Linked DNA regions of Sus scrofa: region 1 is linked to region 2. The links are chromatin contacts, called in public HiChIP or PLAC-seq maps. All regions are on one chromosome and are shown on one strand. Each heading gives the region's core, a stretch centred on a gene start, on an enhancer-like site or on the middle of the called end of the contact. The rest is flanking DNA. Distances are from core to core; before and after follow the strand shown.

Evidence for each region. HiChIP or PLAC-seq counts read pairs in DNA pulled down with a chosen protein or histone mark.
Region 1: an H3K27ac HiChIP or PLAC-seq map of alveolar macrophages shows a contact between it and region 2. The contact joins the enhancer-like site here to the promoter of CCNYL1 in region 2. A contact is called at or near these places in 1 of 5 promoter capture datasets (liver), 10 of 47 Hi-C or Micro-C datasets (alveolar macrophages, fetal heart ventricle, fetal skeletal muscle and 6 more) and 2 of 2 datasets of contacts at active chromatin or transcription factors (alveolar macrophages and skeletal muscle).

The regions. Positions count from the first base shown.
Region 1 is chr15:110,687,685-110,690,384 of Sscrofa11.1, forward strand. No RefSeq gene overlaps it. Among named protein-coding and RNA genes, the nearest start is that of CREB1, 17 kb to the right of the region's middle. Within about 2 kb of position 1,252, at least 8 of the 83 cell types and tissues checked have an H3K27ac peak or open chromatin away from gene starts, as enhancers often do. A contact at or near this core is called in alveolar macrophages, mesenteric adipose tissue and omental adipose tissue, where this site is marked.
Region 2 is chr15:110,872,562-110,875,261 of Sscrofa11.1, forward strand. CCNYL1 (cyclin-Y-like protein 1) reads left to right here and starts at 1,351. Exons shown (of 8, transcript XM_005672131.3): 1 at 1,351-1,997. The coding sequence starts at 1,772.

The DNA.
Region 1 (2,700 bases), core at 2-2,501, 180 kb before region 2:
GTGACCTCCACCATAGCTCACAGCAATGCAGGATCCTTAACCTACCGAGCGAGGCCAGGGATCAAACCTGCAACCTCATGGTTCCTAGTCGGATTTGTTTCCATTGCGCCACAACAGGAACTCCTACATTTACTTTTTTATGCATGGCCCGAGAATAAAATATCACTTAAAGAATCCATTTAAATAGGCCTAAATTTTTAATAAATAGAAAACAATTTTGGTGATAAGAAATTACAAGTAATAGTTTAATGGGCAATGTTTTCTTAGTGACACAAAAAATATCTATTAATCAGATACAATGAAATGTGATAATAAAAATAACAAAACTTACTAGTCACAATAAGCCAGGGACAGTCCTAAGTGCTATATATGAAAATTATTATTTCATTCTCACAAGTATTCGATAACATAGTTACCAATTTCCCCTCTTTTAAGAGAAAGCTTAAAACTGTGAAGAAAACTTATGTCTCTTCTGTACGTCCTACATGATCTTTGTACTTGGCTACTTTTTTCCTCTTGGAAAAAAAATCATCAGTCTCATTTAATAATTCCACATCTTCATGAATTTTAAGAACGAAATCTTTAGCATGGGTCTTCCCTACCTGCTCCATGTTACCCCAAGCGTAGCTGTTCTCTCTGAGCACATATATCTCTAATTCCTGACTTTTGTGTCCTGTGTTTTGGGTTTGTTCGGTTCCCTGTGTTCAGGTCAAAAAAACAGAGAAGGAGGTACTGGACTAAAGGAACGAGTTAAACTTCTTCCCTGGGCTGGAGGCACTTACGGTCTAACGGGTTAGTCAATACGTGAATGGATGATTTACTTCCGATCGTGCCAGGCACCCTACCTGTGCATGTGCAGCAAGCTCTGACAGTGAAGCAACAACTCAGGGCAAGTCCTACTGCAAAGAAAGAGAGGGTGTTTTCTAAACTCCTTCAGCTTCGTGCTTTACTACAATAATTCCAGTAAACATTCGTGGGCTGCAGTGAGCTACTCAGGGACTGTTTTGATTACAGCTCTTTCATACCTTGTATCAGATAGGCCATGAGAGCACACACTGTTTGCTTAATCTTGGACTAAAGATGATAGACTAGGTTATATAAAAGTTCTGAAAATGATTCAGTTCCCGCTTCCCAGAAAAATACAAGAAACTCTGACACACAGTTACAAAAGCATTCTACTGGTTGGGCTCAAAACCACAGTTAGAAAAACTATTTAGCAATGTTAGAATAGATGTTTATGACATTTGCAGTGTTAGACAATAACATATTAGACAATAATATTTGCACATTCATTACATGAATTTCAGGCTAACTGTGCTGGTGGCTCGGGGGTGGGAGAAAAGAAGGATGTGGTCCATCCTGGCAGTCTAGTTAGGGAGATTCTGTGAACCTAGAATAAGAAGCCACTCTATCAAGAACCAGGGCTGTGAGCACTCCAAATTCTAGCAAATTCAATTGCATTTCACTGATGTTTATAACCCTCATTCATTGTTGGACTGTACATGTATTAAGGAACTTCTTAAGAGGATCTCAGAACTGTGACAGTATCTAACCAAGCAATGAATTAGGATGAAACAAAGCTGTTTTTCCATCTATAAATGCACGTCCCTAATAATAAAAAAATCTGCTTTTGCAGGGGAGGCATGAGCATGTGTGTCCTTCAAGTTCCGTTGGCAAGAGGATATTTCCTGGAAGAAGCACCACTAGTTACTGCAGTTTACAGAAACATTTACTAAATCACTGTCATTTTTGACGGGTCCCTTTAAAAAAAAAAAAAAGTGTGTCAAATACTGAAATGTAAGAATTTAGCTGACAGGACTAGATTCCTTGCTAAGAAAATTCTACGCAGAGAAGGGACACTAGCAATCATAACACTGAAATTTTTAAGGGTTCTTATTCTCAGATGAAAAGATTCATTTTCTCCTTCTCCATCATCCTTTCTCAAACAAATAACCTCTTCCTAAATTTCTTGTAGAAGAGGGGAGAGTAGGGAGAGGATAAAAGTCTAGGTGGGAGGAACTTTTGAAAATAGTGTCCCTTCCCCCACTCCATTTTGGGGGGATTACATTGTGTGTGAAAAAGAGAAAACTTAAGTATCTGAATACACAAATCAGATACCTTGATACAGTTAGTTTCAGGAGATACAGTAACTCCTACCTCACAAGCGAGCCTTTGACAGCTTTTTCACTTTGCAGAGATGGGAATTTTTTTTTTTTTTTTTTTTTTTTTTTGGTCTTGTCTTTTGTCTTTTTAGGGCCACATCTGAGGCACATGGAGGTTCCCAGGCTAGGAGTTTAATCGGAGCTGTTGCTGCCGGCCTACACCACAGCCACAGCAACATGGGATCCGAGCTGCATCTGCGACCTACAGACCTACACCACAGCTCACGGCAACGCCGGATCCTTAACCCACCAAGCAAGGCCAGGGATCGAACCCACAACCTCATGGTTCCTAGTCGGATTCGTTTCTGCTGTGCCACGATGGCAACACCAAAGAGATGGGATTCTTCTTACAGTGTGGTTTGAACCGCTGTATCCTATACCTGAGTTTAGGTGGTAATAATTCCTGTTTGGGCATGAGTCAGCAGTATTGTTTTCCAGTGTCACCAAGACAACATACATGACTGGATCCCAACTAACACAGAGATCGGAAAAGTTTTTATCAAAATGCATGTGAACATCGGCATTAAGACTGACAGAA
Region 2 (2,700 bases), core at 101-2,600:
ATGAATATAAAGTCTCTCAATTGGTCCTGTTGTGTCCTTCAATCCTCCTTATTGTCCAGAGTGACCTAACTACAAACCACCTGATAGGGACATCTTACCTTCACAACATTCAATGATTCTCATGTTTCTGGGAAACAATTCAAACTCTTTACCCCAGCATCTACTTTGGGGTTAGGCAGATCTAGGTTTGAATTTCAGGTTCAAGTATTCTGCAGCAGTGTGGCCTCAGACAATTGGACTTTCAAAGCCTTTGTTTTTCTCAGGTGTCTAAGCTCACTGAGGGCAGGGTTATTTCCCCAAACACAATGCCGGGCACATAGGGAGCGCTAATTAATGCTGAATGAAGGGAAAGCATTTTAAAATCCACATCAAAAAGCTGTCCCTCCTTAAAAATAAAATAAAATCCTGATATGCTGTGCCACTTCCAACCAAATTTGATTTCTGTCTTTATTTCCTGATAATCACAATCCCAGGGCTGGGCACCAGGGATGAAGGCTGGTTCTGCCTGGCGTCCCCACCCCTTTAGGGATCCACACTATCAGGGATCAAATCCTGGCCATACCCCTGAGCAATTAGGTGACCTTGGGAGCGTTATTTAATTTATGGAAAATCTGTGTTCCTGATGGTTTTGTTCTCAAGGGTTAATGAGCACCACACTTGGAAAGGGTCGGGCGCGTATTAAGTGTTCGCCAAATGTTAGCTATCGTTAACCTCCTTCATCAATTCAAGACCGTGGTACTCCACTTTGTGACTCTCAATTTTGTATGAGAAAAACGTGCTTTATGCGTTGGCGAGAAAGAGTTGCTGAATCCCCGCGTTTCAGAAGTGGAAGGAACGAGTTCGGTGCCTATTTTACCGATGAGGAAGTGTAGGGGTGACGTGTCCTCGAGTCTTATTCAAGACACTGCCACAGCTTTTTACTGAAGGTAAGACCAGGGCCCCGGGGGTTGCTGTGGTCAAACTGAAGGCAGAACAGAGGAGCATTTAGTTACAAAAACGGTCAACAATTCGGGTGTAACTAAGTTCGTTGAGCAGTACATCAAATGAGCCAGCCGTCAGACCTAGCGAAACCAAGTTGCTAACGAACTGGCTCTTTACTTAAGGGGCTATTTTATAGAGCCCGCTCAGCCAGGACAGCTTCAGTTAACAAACTCCCGCAACGCTTCCGCAGGACCGGAAAGCTCCGAGCCGTGAGAGATGAATGGAAACCAGAGTTCAGGGCGCGCCTCGCGGGGGGCGGAGCGCCGATGGGCAGGGGCGGGGCATTATGAGTCACGTGCCTACGCTTGAGGCGGGCGCGTGGAGGGAACTCTAGATGTGATTGGTCCGTCGTAACCAGGTGACCAAAGGACGCGTTCCGGTTGGCAGGGGCCAGCCAGGCGAGGCTTTCAGTCGGGAGGCGGCGGCGGAAGGAGGAGGAGCTCCGGCTGCGCTCTCTCCCGGCAGTGGCTGCGCGTCTCAGCGTTTGTCGGGTCCCCACCCCTTTTAAATAAGCCGGTCTGGTCACCGCCCTCACAGACTAGTTGGCTCCGGGGAGGCGGCAGCGGCGCGGCGGCGGGGGTGCGGCCGGGGCCGGAGCCCTGCCCCGGGCCCGGCGGCGGGGCGGACGGGCGAGTGGGGCCGAGGCCGCGTCTGCATGCGCGGCGCAGCCCCGGCATAGCCCGGGGCTGCCCGTGCCGGCCTCGCCATTGTTGGGGGAGGGGGCGGTTGCTGAGAACGGCGGAGTCGCAGGGCGAGCCGAGGAGGTGGCGGCCAGAAGCGGAGGCGCCCCATGGGGAACACGTTGTCCTGTTGCTTGTCGCCCAATGCCAGCCCCAAGCTGGGCAGGCGCAAGGGGCCGGTGGAGCCAGACTACGAGTCTGAAGTCTGTGAGGCGGCGGCTGGGGACGCGGTGGCAGTAGCTTCCGCGCCGGCTGCCGTGGAACCAGCTGAGTTGGATTACGGAGCCGGCGAGGGCCACCACCTGCAGCACATCAGCGACCGGGAGATGCCCGAAGGTAAGGCGGTGGTAGGCGCACCTCGCCCCTCGCGGGGCCGGCTGCATCTGTTCTCGGGCTTACCTCTGGCCTCCGCCGCCCCCAGGGTTCCCCCGGGAGGGAGCCGCCGCCTAGGGCTCCTTCCTGCCCGGAGCTGGCTTTCCCAGGGCTGGGCACCGGGGATGAAGGCTGGTTCTGCTTGGCGTCCCCACCCCTTATTCTTTTCCCGTCGCGTCCAGCCAGTCTTTTTTCCTCTAATCTACCCGAAAGCCCAGTTCTTTCCCCCATTCCCATTTCCCACCCCAGTCTGAGACCCTCCGGTCTGCGACCCTTCCTGTTTGCGGCTCTTTATTAACGCCTGGTGGGACTTTATAAAGACTTTCTGGTATAGTCTCTGTATTCTCAGTGAAAACTTAAATAACCCAACTATGGCGTATCCATCCCACCTCCTTATCCTTACCTATCCAGATGGTACCTAAGTGAAGGAACCAGGTAAGGTAGTTAAGGCAGTTGATACAATTTAGACGCATTCCAGAATTTGTTATTTAAGTTCAAAATAGAGATCGACAGAGTCTATATGGCGTTCTTCGGTAAAATTATTTGAATTTTAACGTTTTCAGTCGCCCTGATAGAAGCTGCTTTCTTCCTTCTAACTGTAATTTGAGCACGAAAATAAAGAAAATGATTGGGGGCGGGGGGCTTCAAATAAGTGCGAACGTTTGAA